2 separate regions of the Sus scrofa genome follow, and region 1 is linked to region 2. A link is a contact called in public Hi-C data. All regions are on one chromosome and are shown on one strand. Each heading gives the region's core, a stretch centred on a gene start, on an enhancer-like site or on the middle of the called end of the contact. The rest is flanking DNA. Distances are from core to core; before and after follow the strand shown.

What was found. A called contact is a pair of places that touch in the nucleus more often than the background predicts.
Region 1: a contact with region 2 is called in a Hi-C map of subcutaneous adipose tissue, with 2.2 times the contacts expected there. The contact joins the enhancer-like site here to the promoter of ART4 in region 2. A contact is called at or near these places in 4 of 47 Hi-C or Micro-C datasets (embryonic fibroblasts, mesenteric adipose tissue, retroperitoneal adipose tissue and 1 more).

What each region holds. Positions count from the first base shown.
Region 1 is chr5:57,878,110-57,885,799 of Sscrofa11.1, forward strand. GUCY2C (guanylate cyclase 2C (heat stable enterotoxin receptor)) reads left to right here. Exons shown (of 27, transcript NM_214105.1): 18 at 1,849-1,986; 19 at 2,768-2,856; 20 at 5,321-5,412. Among named protein-coding and RNA genes, the nearest start is that of GUCY2C, 59 kb to the left of the region's middle. Within about 2 kb of position 2,987, at least 15 of the 83 cell types and tissues checked have an H3K27ac peak or open chromatin away from gene starts, as enhancers often do. A contact at or near this core is called in retroperitoneal adipose tissue and subcutaneous adipose tissue, where this site is marked.
Region 2 is chr5:57,707,229-57,714,035 of Sscrofa11.1, forward strand. ART4 (ADP-ribosyltransferase 4 (Dombrock blood group)) reads left to right here and starts at 1,624. Exons shown (of 3, transcript NM_001272094.1): 1 at 1,624-2,016; 2 at 4,873-5,578. The coding sequence starts at 1,834.

The DNA of each region.
Region 1 (7,690 bases), core at 1,737-4,236, 170 kb after region 2:
CACTTTAACTCAGGGTTAAATAGTCTCAGAAGACTAGCGTTCATCGGTGCCTCAAAATACTGCCTAGATCCAAGAACTAAATCCTTCCTCTAACTCTACTTTGCAATCTTTAGTTTTCCCTTAAAAGATGAAAAATTGCAGTTATGCCCCCACTTCTTCAGTCACGTCAAGCATGCCAGGACATTGGACTCAATCCAGTTAAGCGGTAGTTGAGGACCTGCTGTGTGCCAAGCAGGGTTCATCATGGAGTGAGCCGATCTCCTTCATTAAACGACTCACCATGACACAGAATCAGACAAACTGCGGGTCAAATCCTACCCTCCTGAACTTCATCCATTTACCTATCTGTGGGGTTGGTGGATTGCATCCATTTACCTATCTTGGAACTTGAGCATAAGTAGATTTATTTCTCTTTCCTACAAGTCCAAGAACAAGCCATATAAACTCATGAGACAAATTCCAAAAGGCAGTGAACAGTTGGATGGAAAACCAAATGACGAAAATGTTCTTCATTATAAGCATGTCATGTGCCTAAACACACGCATGTATAGCTTTGTTTCATTGAAACTGCTGAAGGTAGAAATCTCAAAAAGTCTACCAGGAGCTAAGGGATCCTGGAAAATTTCCAAGGGATGGAAAATTAATTGTATACCCATTATTATAAACAAGATCTGTGATGGGGTCCAAACCCCAAGTGTTTCGAGGAGCCAAACACAGGACCCAGGAGTGCTTCACTCATGTGAAGTGAACTAGATGGACAGAGCAGGCACAACAGTAAAACGTGGGCAAATTGTGTGCATTAATTTGTTTAAAGAACACTGCGATAAATAAAACACATCTCCAGGTGATAGCTGACTTTGTGGCTGCCAGCGTGTCACACCTGAAAAATATCAGTGATGGTCTCTTTGTTTAAATGTGCTCTCTTGGAGTTCCCCTCGTAGCTAGTAGTTAGTGAACCTGACTAGCTTCCATGAGGACGCGGGTTTGATTCCTGGCCTCCCTCAGTAGGTTAAGGATCCGGTGTTGCCCTGAGCTGTGGTGTAAGTCACAGATGTGGCTCAGATCCATCATGGCTGTGGCTGTGGTGTAGGCTGGCGGCTACAGCTCTGATTGGACCCCTAGCCTGGGAACCTCCATGTGCCACAGGTGCACCCCTAAAAAGACAAAAAAAGTGCTCTTTTTATTTGTTTTTAATAAATATATATATCATATGTATATAATATATATACTTATATTATTACATATAGTATATATTTATACTTATATATATTTATATATAATTATATAAATAAATATATTTATATTTATATAATGCTTATGAACTATACATTTTATATAAATTATATAATTATATAAACTATATCTATATTTATAATTATATAAACCATATAATTTATATATAATTTATAGTTAATTTTATATTGTAAAAATTATGTACTATATATATGTATATATAGTCTTTTATATTACATAAAATAAATACATGATTTTAAAATATTTATGAAGGCTTTTCTGTTTATGCCACATGTTCTGTAAGCTGTTAAATGCTCAGCCTCTTAGATTCTACTGCATTCACCCCACAGACGTTTACTGAGCACTTCCTGTCCCCAGGTGCTAGTCTAGTTGACCTTGAGGGTTTTCAGAGCTCTGAGTCAAGCAGCTTAGGCAAGGCATTGCTGCATGCCCGCACCTGAATCCCGGCATTACACAGTCAGCTTAGAAGGCAAGCATGTGTGCTGCCCCCGTCACCGGCGTTAGCGCGGTGGAGGGACCTAAAAGCAAAAGCAAGTTGGAGACCCCTGAGCGGCTCGACCCCTCACCCTCTCCGTGTCACTGCTGAATGTGCAGACCTGTGGACGGCCCCGGAGCACCTACGCCGAGCCAGCGTCTCCCAGAAAGGAGATGTGTACAGCTACGGGATCATCGCCCAGGAGATCATCCTGCGAAGAGAAACCTTCTACACCCTCAGCTGTCGGGACCAGAAGGGTGAGTGAGACCCTCGGGGGGAGCCAGCGTGCTAGGCTGACCTAGACCCTGAGGTCCTGTGACCACCTATCAGTCCACTCCCCAGCAAAAGCAAGGACACACCCGCCCTCCATAGGGTAGCTGGAGGGATCCATCGCATCTGAAGGTTAGAGGGCTCTGAAAAGCATAGGACAGTATTCCTCTGCCAGCTGCCACTGCTGTCATATTATTGTGTCTGAAAGAATCTTGCCTTACCATTTCCTGATTTCCTTTTGATTCCAGTAGAAGACTTTGTGCCCGTTTCACACCTGGACTAGATCACTCTAGTGGGACAACATAGGCATTTCAGTTCTTACTGAAAGCAGATCAGTAGTTTTGCCACATGTCCCCTCAGGGGGGGAGTGTTTTATTCCATTCATCCAGTCCTCGATTTACTGAGCACTTAATTATGTGCCAGCTCTTAACCCTCTGGGGGATGGAGGTGGTAAAGGGATATAGTGGGGGCAAGCTGGCGTCTTGCTCAGAGAAAGCCTCCCTATGGCAGGTGTATCTGAGTTAAGTTTTAGAGGGTTAGTAGACTTAACTTAAGGTGACCTCCTGGTGTAAAGGGACACAAGACCCCTTCACCTGGAGACTCCTTCATTTGTTCACTTCTCTCTGTTGAGAACTGGCCTAGGCTCTGCCACAGCCCCACTGGGGACCTATCCAGGGTCGGTGAACCAATTCAGAGGCTGGCAGCCGCTGCTAAAATTTCTTCACACTGCTTTCTTTGTTGTCATTTGCATTATTCTTATCCCATCAGAGAAGATTTTCAGAGTGGAGAATTCCAACGGGGTGAAACCCTTCCGCCCAGATCTGTTCCTGGAAACAGCAGAGGAAAAAGAACTGGAAGTGAGTTCTATCTCCCAGCGTGAATGTCTTTGGGCTGCTGCAGCAAAGTACCACACACACACTGAATTAAAACAGAAACATACTGGTTTACAGTTCTGGAGGCCGGAAGTCTGCAGTGAGTTGTCGGCAGGTCATGCTCCCTCTAGTGGCTCGGGGGGAGAATGTATTCCCTGCTTCTTCCAGGAGCTTCCGGTGGCTTAGACGTTCCTTGGCTTCCGGATCCTCCTCTAATCTCTACCTCCAGGCCACTTTCTCCTCTTCAACTTTCCCTCTGCTTCTCTCTTCTGTAAGAATGCTTGCAACTACGTTCAGGCCCACCAAGATAATCCAGCATTACCTCCCCATCACAAGATCCTTTATCATATCTGCAAAGACCCTTTTTCTAAATAAGGTCAGCTTCACTGGCTCTAGGAGTGGGGACACATCCTTGGGAGCTACTGTCAGCCGCCCATACTCCCAAATCAGGAAAGAGTTCCTTAAGCGCACATGTCACATTCTCAAGGTTTAGGAGCTAAAAGTGTAAAATGTCCATGTGATACACTTACTAAGGTTATAAATATTACCTGCTGATTAAATAGCAAATATGGCAACATCTAGAAACAATAAAGAAATGTACTTTCACTCTTTCTATCCTTCCTCTGAAGAAAATGGAGATTTTTCTCTCTTTGTTTGCTTAATTTTTTTTAAACAATCTCTCACAAAGGCCTTTAAGACCTATGGGGAAAAAAAAATCTAATTTTGGGAGGGAATTTTTTCTGAGCTTTTATAATTCAGGAGATGATAAGTAAATGCTCACAAAATATTTATGGTCTTTTAAAAAAACCCATGTTTTTAACACTTTTGCTCTTTGAAAGGTAAAGATAAAAATATTTTGCTTCAGTTTACAGGCGACCTGCCAGATGAGGTTTAGGGCCAGACTCTGCTGGGCAGGAATGGGCCATTTTTACTTCTCTCTCTTTTTGTCAACATTAAAGGCAGGCTGTGGCCCCAAGGTTCTGAGATCCATCTGCCCCTATAATTGCCACCACCTCCTCCCTTCCTTTCCTCTTGCTTTTCTGAATGCTGGGATTCCTCCCTACACATCAGCATTTCTCTTCTAAAACCCTCCTTTCTAGTCTTTATATCCACATGTTGCTTAAGACCTCTTTCACCAAAGCATCTTCTCCTCAATTCACACATGTAGCTGGATTTGGTTCTGGAATTAGCAGTGAGGAATTAGATTCCGTATCTGGTAGGTGGTTCCCAAAGCATACAGGCCTGAAGCTGGATGACTTGGCAGTGCCTGACGAGCATCTGCTGTTCCATCTGTTGCAGCTTCTGTCCCCTCCTTTCCAAGGCAGGTAGCCTGCAGATCGTTTTCCCAGGCAAGAGCATCACCTAGTGGTGAATCTAGGCAACCACAGTTCTAGACTAGTCCTGTCACTCCCAGGGGACTTGATTAAGGCAAAGAGCACAGACAGGAACTGCTTCTCAAACCATTTGTGGTCCTGTTTTGGGTCATAGTGAAGAACGATCTTTATTTAAAACATGGTTTTTATTATGCTTTTTGATCCCACAAAAGCCGCAAACAGGTGGCACCAAAGGAGATGATGATTCCAAGGGCTTCCTTGTACCTCCCCTTCCTTGCTTCTCTTCTCCACTGCAGTGGGCATTGCATCACCTGGGGAACTTAAAAATGTATAGATTATTGGCCTTTGCCCTTGGAACAACTGGAACATACTTATGCTAAACGAATCATGCATTATCTGAAATTCAAGTTTACCTGAGTGTCCTGGATTTGTATTAGCTAAATCTGAGGACCCTAATAAGGCCCCTTCACAAATCAATTAATTCAGAATCTCCTGAAATCGTAACTTTTGTGAACACTGCTCCGACAATTGCACCATCAGGCATGGTTGAAAACTAATTTCATAGAGCCTCGCTCTCGTTTAGAGTTACTGGCCTCTTACTCACTGAGCTCCGATATTTATTGCCCTTCCCAAAATAAACCCTGCAAATGTCTGGAAAGCATTTTGTATCTCCCATCAACCTGACCTCATCAAAACCAGTACCACCATTTTTATTAGTTTAGGGCTGAAGGGAAGGGTGAGGCAAGGGAGTGCAGGTGGCTGTGACTGAGAGAGGCTACAGGGAACTGAGCCATCCCATCCTCTTTGTCAGAGTTGAGATTTTTTTTTTCTTTTTTGCTTTTTAGGGCCACGCGCATGGCATATGGATGTTCCCAGGCTAGGGGTCCCTTCGAAGCTGTAGCCGCTGACCTATGCCTTAACCCATTGGGAGAGGCCAGGGATCAAACCTGAAACCTCGCGGTGGTTCCTAGTCAGATTGTTTCCACTGTGCTTTTGGAACTCCTTTGTGTTTTTTTGTTTGTTTTTTGAGATGTTTTAAAACTATTCTCCCATCCCTGAACAGAATAAGATAGGATACAGCCCCCTGAGTTAATCTGCCTTGTCTGCCTTTCTAGGTCTATCTGCTTGTCAAAAACTGCTGGGAGGAAGATCCAGAAAAGAGACCAGACTTCAAGAAAATTGAGAATACGTTGGCCAAGATATTTGGGTATTGCTGAAATTTTTACTTTTCCTCACTAATTTCAGACTTTTCTAATAATAGTTGATACTCAGTGGCAGCTAAGTGTGAGAATGTCTTTTCTAATGAAAAATCTCAGACTGCAATTCCCCTCAAAAGAATTAAAGTGATCCAGAGACTAACAGACGATTTTTCTCAGGGAAATAATCACTTGAAAAGTTAAGAATTCGAGGGCAAAACTTGCCTGATTAGAAACTAAATTCCGACTGATCACAAATATATCTGTTAAGGAGTTCCCGTCGTGGCGCAGTGGTTAACGAATCTGACTAGGAACCATGAGGTTGTGGGTTCGGTCCCTGCCCTTGCTCAGTGGGTTAAGGATCCGGCGTTGCCGTGAGCTGTGGTGTAGGTTGCAGACGCGGCTCGGATCCCGCGTTGCTGTGGCTCTGGCGTAGGCCGGTGACTACAGCTCCGATTGGACCCCTAGCCTGGGAACCTCCATATGCCGTGGGAGCGGCCCAAGAAATAGCAACAACAACAACAACAACAACAAAAGACAAAAGACAAAAGAAAGACAAAAAAACAACAACAACAACAACAACAAATATATCTGTTAAAAATAGAGTTCCCTGACACTTCTGCTGGTGATTAGGATTTAGAAGTCTAGTATGAATCATGGAAATCTGCAGAGCCCCTGGATAATTCTTAAGATCCCCAAGTTTCTTAAATTTTTAAAATCTTTTTTTTTTGGTGGTGGTTGTTGTTTTTTATGGCCACACCCATTTCATATGGAGAGTCCCAGGCTAGGGATCAAATTGGAGCTGCAGCTGCAAGCCTACACCACAGCCACAACAACATGGGATCCTAGTTTCATCTGTGACCTACATGACAGCTCAGGGCAATGCCAGATCCCCAGTTCACTGAGTGAGGGCCAGGGATTAAACCCAAGTCCTCATGGATCCTAGTTGGGTTCATTACTGCTGAGCCACAAGGGGAACTCCCTAACAATTTTAAAATCCTAAAATCTGAAACTTTGACCTTAAGCACTTAAGACTGGAGCCATGAATCAGATTATAATTTGGGATCAAAAAAAATAGCACACAATTATCCAATAAGATTAAGTTTTAGATTTCTCATGTTTTCAGTTAGATACAATGCAGGGTGAGAAAAACAGCTCTGAGGTTAAGAGTTAGGTGATCCAGTTTCTAGACTAGGGTCTAATAATAGCTTGTTGGACTTTGGACAAGCCACTTACCCTAACTGGGTGTCAGTTTTGTTGCCAGTAAAATTGGAATGAACAAGATGATTTCTGCAGTTTCTTCCAGCTCTAACTTCTGGAGGTTCTCATTAAGTCAAAGACACAGATATTTAATGAGGCTAAAAAAAGTCCAGGGCTGAGATGAGGGGGAGTGAAGGCAATGAAAATGTGGCCATTGAGTGATAAATCTAAACCATCATTTGTAAGAAAAGGAGCGAGAAATAATAAATGGAATTATAAATGATTCCATTCTTATCCCTTTTCATTTCTTCGCAGATAAGATTGTATATGTGACAGACTGGGACACAGGTTTATCCCCAGTCTGGCATTGCCACAGCTGTCGCTAAGGTCGAAACTGTGGCTCGGATCTGATCCCTGGCCGGGGAGCTCCATATGCCGAGGGACAGCCAAAAAAAGAAAAAAAAAGATTGTATGTGTGACAGATGAAATGTAAGCTCATGAAGACAAAACTGGGCTCCTGATATTTAGCCTTTAATAGGGTGACTTTCAACTTGGCTGTACATTGTGATACCTGGGGAGATTTTTAAAATACTGTTGCCAGAATCATACCCTAGAGAGTCTGTTGTAATTGATCTGGGCACAGGCTGGCTTCAGGAGTTTAAGTAAGCTCCTCAAGTGATTAAAATACACAGCCAAGGTTGAGGAAACTGTTTTAATTGAATCAATTCATCATGAAGTAAAATAATTCATCTTCAGCCCTGACACCTGCTCCCTCACTCTTTCTACCCAGTGAGACTCCATAATGGTGTCTGGTAAGAATCTCCTAGGGAACTTGTTAAAAAATTCTCTTAATCCCAAGCCTAGCAGTTTCCAATCATAGAGATGTGTGATAGGACTCAGAAATGCTTTGTGTTGTTTTTTTTTGTTTGTTTGTTTGTTTGTTTGTTTTGTTTTTTTTTTATGGCTGCACCAGTGACATGTGCAAGTTCCTGGGCCAGGGATTGAACCCCTTCCTCAGCTGTGACCTACACCACAGTGCCTGGCGGGGGTTGAACAGCGCCTCCACAGCGACCCAAGCCACTGCCATCG
Region 2 (6,807 bases), core at 374-2,873:
CGCATTGCTGTGGCTCTGGCGTAGGCTGGTGCTACAGCTCCGATTAGACCCCTAGCCTGGGAATCTCCATATGCCGCGGGAGCAGCCCTAGAAAAGGTAAAAAGACAAAAAAAAAAAAAAAAAAGTATTTTCAGGAGTTCCCTTGTGTCTCAGCAAGTTCAGGATTCAGCATTGTCACTTCTGTGGCTTGGGTAACTGCTGTGGCATGGGGTCAGTCCTGATCCAGGGAACTTCTGTATGCTGTGAACATGGCTGAAAAGAGAGAGAGAGAGATAGATAGATAGATATTTGGGTACTGAAAAAAAAATACCAAAATTTTCAGAAAAAGATTTAGTTTCTCATCACAGTTAAATAATGAATTGGAATGTATAAGTGGGAAATACTTACAAGAATAATTACCCCAAGGGTTGGGAATAGAGGAAGGATGTTCAGACTAGAAAGGGATATGCCTAAGAGAGGGTTTTTCATAGGACATTTGTGCTGAATGAACTTGGCACACATAAAACTTTCTGGCAGGATGTCACTTACTTTTGAGTTTGAGTACTGAGTACTGTCAGATGTTCAGAGGCTGTCTTTTTTTTTTTTTTTTTTTTTGGCTTTTTAGGGACATACCCACAGCACATGGAGGTTCCCAGGCTAGGGGTCAAATTGGAGTTGCAGATGCTGGCCTGTACCACAGCCACAGCAATGCCAGATCCGAGCCACATCTGCGACCCACACCACAGCTCACGGCAACACAGGATCCTTAACCCACTGAGCGAGGCCAGGGATCAAACCCGTGTCCTCACATTTACTAGTCAGGTTCTTAACCCACTGAGTCACAACGGGAACTCCAGAGGCTGTTTCCTGACAGTAGTCATTTCAATTCATTACAAACTAAGCTAGTGTGGATTGAGACTCTGGTGCCTTCAGAAAAGAAAACAGAAGATCTGAGACCCCAACAGGTATGATTTCTGGAGTGGACGATTTTAAACGTTCAGTAGAAAAGCAGTAGAAGCATTCATGTTGTGGCTCAGTGGGTTAAGAACCCGACATCGTGTCTGTGAGGATGTGGTTTCAATCCCTGGCCTCACTCAGTGGGTTAAGGATCCAGCATTGCCATGACCTTCAGCATAGGTCACAGAGGCGGGTTAGATCTGGTGATGCTGCGGCTGCGGCATACACTGGCAGCTGCAGCTCTGATTCGACTCCTAGCCTGGGAACTTCCATATGCTGTACAAAGGAAAAAAATAAAAGTTAAAAAAATAAAAAAGAAAGAAAAGCAGCAGAGAGAGTCTTCTTTTTGATAGGAACTCTACTGTAGTACTTTGTGACAGCTTTTTCTGGGCAGGGCCTACCAGCAGCACCAGATAAGCCCACCAGAGATCCACCTTGAACTAGCATCTTCCTAGTGACCTGCATAACCCAATCCTATCACCCCCAGTGGAAGCTGCAGCTGAAGATAAGGCCACTTGGCCCCAGACACTGCACAGTGTGTGCTTTTCCTGCTTAGAAAGCCTGAACTGGTGAGGCTGACCCTTTACAAGCTAAGAAAGGCCAAGCTCGTGAGCCTGAACCTTAACAAGCTCTTGGAATTCATACAGACTAGAGCAGGATTTTTTTTTTCTACTGGAAACTAACGCATTCACTTTTAAAAATACCTTATTTGGTGCACAAGTCTGGCTATTTCACAGAGATTTCAGCTTTCCAAGTGAGCTGGAGCTCATCTCTTCCCTTGGAAGAGCTCCTATTTGATGGTGGTCAGCAGAAGTCTCAACATAGATGTGGGCAAGGAAGGTTCTCACTGAGACTCACCCAAAGAAAACCTCCAAGGAAGAGAGAGTTCATTTCAGGATGAAGTTGCAAGTACGAAGAAGTATTTTCAACCCAAGCAAAAGCCGTCCATTGACCCACAGAGGCAGGAGGACTCCTCTTCCAACTGCTGCAGCCCCTGAAGTGAGAATCTGGCTCCTGAAGGGACCACTGCCTCTCCTGCTGCTGTGCTCGAGTCTGCAGAGCCCCACGGTGAGTTCCCAGGTAGGAGGCGATCTCTTCATGATCGGAGCTTCCATACGGGGGTGCTCCTGGTGACAACTTTTAGTCCCTTGGAATGTGATTCCATTTAGACATTTTAACAAGGAATGCTAGCAAAGGGGTTGAAAACAAGGTTTAAAAATTGTGGAGTTCAGAGTTCCTGTCGTGGCATAGTGGTTAACGAATCCTACTAGGAACCATGAGGTTGCAGGTTCGATCCCTGGCCTTGCTCAGTGGATTAAGGATCCGGCGTTGCTGTGAGCTGTGGTGAAGTTTGCAGACTGCAGCTCGGATCCCGTGTTGCTGTGGCTCTGGCATGGGTCAGTGGCTACAGCTCCGATTCGACCCCTAGCCTGGGAACCTCCATATGCCGCGAGAGTGGCCCAAGAAATGACAAAAAGACAAAAAAAAAAAAAAATGTGGAGTTCTACAGTTCATATTGTGGCTCAGTGAGTTAAGTACCTGACATAGTGTTCCTGAGGATGCCGGTTTGATCCCTGGCCTCGCTCATGGCCATAAGCTGTGGTGTAGGTTGCAGGTGCAGCTCAGATTCCATATGGCTGTAGTTGTGTCGTAGTAGCTATAGCTCTGATTCAACCCCTAGCCCAGAAATTTCCATATGCTGTAAGTGTGGCAAGAAAGAAATAAAAGAAAAATTTCAGAGTTCTTTGCAGTTCACAAATGTGGCATCATGAAAGCTAGAGGCATAGCATTATTTTCTTGATGATCCATAAAACACTAAGTAAAACACTGTGTCTGTAGGACAAATAACATGAAATAAACCAAGTCTATTTCGCTTTCGCCTGTTCACATGGCTCAACTCAGAAGAAGCATTATAAAGTTCTATATAAGGAAAAATAACTCATATTAAGAGATAATGGAAGACACACTTGAGATCTAGTACTATACTAAAGTTTGAGAGTTCACAAGATTTAACAGAAAATGATATTTTTTATTTTGTTTTGGCTTAAACAGATTCTATAGAACTATTTGTAAACCTGCTTTAGTTATTAAGTCATTTAAGCAGTCTTAAATGTTTCTTTTAATTGATGTATAGTTGATTTACAATGTTGTGTCAATTTCTGCTATAGAGAAAAGTGTTTCATATATATATTACATATATACATACACAAACACACACATGTATATATATACTTTTTAGATTCATTTCCATTGTGGTTTATCTCAGGATACTGAATATAGTTCCGTGAATATAGCTTATACTAAAGCAGGAAGCATTCGTAAAATTTTATTCATTTTCACACAACCGGATGACTTCTCAACATAAATAACATAAATGGTATGTTTTTGAGTTCCAGCTGCAACATTGTTGACATTCACTGAGTGGAATCTTATCTCTTACTATGTTCCTTCACAACTACTCTTTATTAGAAAAGCATCATTTCTTTGCCAAGAAAGAAACATCTTGGAATTTAGATAATTGAAAATATGGCTCGGAATTATGAAATGATACTTAGTGAATTTGTATTCAAATCTCTAACGTCAATTTAATATGTGCTAGATATCAATAAGTAATATTCAGTTGGGTACCCATGAAAAAATGTCTTTTTCCCACTCCTGTTTTCTAAGAGGAAGGATTTTCCCAGGAACATGCTTGATCACTGTTTAACCCTTTCCTCACATGGCTCCCTTGGAGCTGGGTGAATTTACCTAATTGGTAACGTCAGAGAGAATAACTGGATGTGCTGAGTTTGACTCTGCTCTTCTTCCTCTTGGGAGTTAGAGTGATGGCAAAAGGCATGAGTTCTCTGTTCCTCTGTGATAAGAATCTTACCTGGATAGGCTGCAATCCAATACTGCCTACAGTAGGTGGGCAAGTCAGCCTCCTTCTGGGTTTACCCTTAACAAGCCCACCAGCCATCAGACCTCAAAATGTGTGCCCCAACAGGGCCTCATTCAGCAGTAAAAATAATATTTTAGCCCTTGCATTTGTTCTTTTTTTCTTCTCCCCTCATTTTTTTTAGGTCCCAGGCAGAGGAGAGGTCTGTCATTTACGGGGGATCCCCTTGGAGAACCCAGCATTACTCATCACTCAAGTCTTTTCTTAAATAAAATCCAGAGACTTAATACAGGCTTTAGGTGTTCCTGAAAGAGCTACTCCTTAAAACCCACTTGTCAAAGAATGTGAATGGGATCAGGAAAGAAAACAGAAAGTATAGTTAAATTTTAAGGTTATTAACTTTTTTCTTCAGAAAACTCAATATGCAAAAAAGACTGTTTTCAGTGATACAAAAAGAGTCACTTCCTCCCTGGGGAGATGAAGTTTTTTGGCGCTTTCAGTAACATTTGTCAAACCCAATTCGATATCTAGCACAGGTCACAGACACAGGAAGGACTGTCGCAATATAATGGTTATGAGTGAAACTTACGTCGGCAAATAGTGATTTTTAAGCAGAAGATGTGGTTTTAGAGAGTATAGCATATGGCTATGACGTAAAAATTTAAAAAAAGAAACCTCCACTAAATAGTCAGGAGACCCATAGGGGGAGCTCTCACACCCAGTGGCACAGCAGAGCCCAACAGAAAGACTTCTCTTCACCAAACCCATACCCCACCCCATCCCCGCCCCTCAAGGACTCAGCCCATGAAAAGCCAGTAACTCTTGGCGTACCATACCCTCCCATCTTCCTTTTCCTCTCTATGAAAGCATTCTCCTGCCCCTACCTATGGAGATTTGCATGTGGCTCTCCAGGGTTGCAAACTCTGGGTTGCAATTCTCTGCTGATTCTGAATAAACCCATCTTTCTGGAGAAATATCTAGCAATCTATGTATTTCCAGTCAACAAGATTCATCATCTGATATGGAAAATTAAAATCAAAATTTTTCTTTCCTGATAGGTTGCAGTTAAAATCGACTTTGACTTGGCACCAGTTTCCTTTGATGATCAGTACCAAGGCTGCAGCCAACAGGTCTTGGAGGAGCTGATTCTGGAGGATTATTTCACAAAAGAACTAGCAGCCCACGAGTACCACAAGGTCTGGCAACGTGCCCTCTTAGCCTGGTTGAACCAAGCAAAAGCACCCCCCAAGGACATGGCCATTGCACATGCTGTGGCCATCTTGGTTTATTCATCAAACAACAGTGTCCGCTCAGATTTCATCAGAGCCATGGCCAGTGCTGCCAGGTCTTCCCAGCAATATAAAAATTCATTCCATTTCAAATATCTGCACTACTACCTGACCACGGCAATCCAGCTGCTGAGGAAAGAGATGGTCAGGAGGAATGACTCTTTGTGTTATGAGGTGCACCATAAGGTAGAGGGTGTTTACTTGAGTGCCAGCACAGGTGCCACCATACGCTTTGGCCAATTCCTCTCCACTTCCCTCCTAAGAGAAGAGGCACAGAAGTTTGGGAAGCAAACTCTATTTACCATATTAACCTGCCTGGGTGCACCAGTACAAGACATCTCTCTCAAGAAAGAGGTCCTGGTCCCTCCCTATGAGTTGTTTGAAGTCGTAAATACGAGCTATCACCCAAGAGGAAATTGGTTGCAATTGCGGTCAACTGGGAACCTGAGCACGTATAATTGTCAGCTGCTGAAAGGTATTATTATGGATCCAAATTGAGTTCACTCTTACCAGGATGCAGGCCACTATTCTTTTATAAGTTGTTTTTATAGGAGTTCCTGTCGTGGCACAGTGGTTAACGAATCCGACTAGGAACCATGAGGTTGAGGGTTCGATCCCTGGCCTTGCTCAGTGGATTAAGGATCCGGCGTTGCCATGACCTGTGGTGTAGGTTGCAGACTCGGCTCGGATCCCACGTTGCTGTGGCTCTGGCATGGTTTGGTGGCTACAGCTCCAATTAGACCCCGAGTCTGGGAACCTTCATATGCCACGGGAACGGCCCAAGAAATGGCAAAAAGACAAAAAAAAAAGCTATTTTTATGGAGTTCCCACTGTGGCTCAGTGGTAAGGAACCTGACTAGCATCCATGAGGATGCAGATTTGATTCCTGGCCTCGCTCAGTGGGCTAAGGATCTAACATTGCTGTGAACTGTGGGTAGGTCATATATGCGGCTCAGATCTAGTGTTGCTGTAGCTGTGGCATAGGCTTGCAGGTGCACCTGCAATTCAACCCCTAGCTTGGGAATTTTCATATGCTGTGAGTGCGGCCCTAAAAAAAAAAACAAAAAAAAACAAACAAACAAAAAAAAAAAGCTGTTTTTCTGAGTGGGCTTGGGAGGAAAAGACCAAAACCATGGAAACAGGCCTTCAGTAATGGTGCAACTGACAGATGAGAGAAAACCCACCTTATGTCTTGGTTTCCCTTCTCTTCTTCCTCCTCAACCACCTCTTGGAAACTATGTCTCTGCAGTGGCACTAATATATGGGGCATTTTAGACAAAGAAAGTAGGTTATCGCTACTGGAAAAGACAGCGCATAAAATATGGCATTTTACTTTCTCCCTCACACTCTTTTTTTGTCATGGTCATTTCAAGAATAAGGAGTGCTAAAAGTAGAATAGGAGGTGTCATTTATTTATTACTCATCTTTTTTTTTTGGCCATGCCCAAAACTTGTGGAAGTTCCAGGGCCAGGGATAGAACCTGCACCAGAGCAGTGACCTGAGCCACAGCAGTGACAACACCAGATCCGAAAGCCACTATTCCACCAGGGAATTCCCATTCATTCTTATCTATTAACTGTCTTCTGTGTTTCAGGAACTAGGATAAGTGGACGTAGGAGATAGAGAATGAATAAAGCAAAATCACCATCCTAGGAGGATTTTTAGTTGAATGAGAAGTGGAAACATGAACATATGTCTACACAC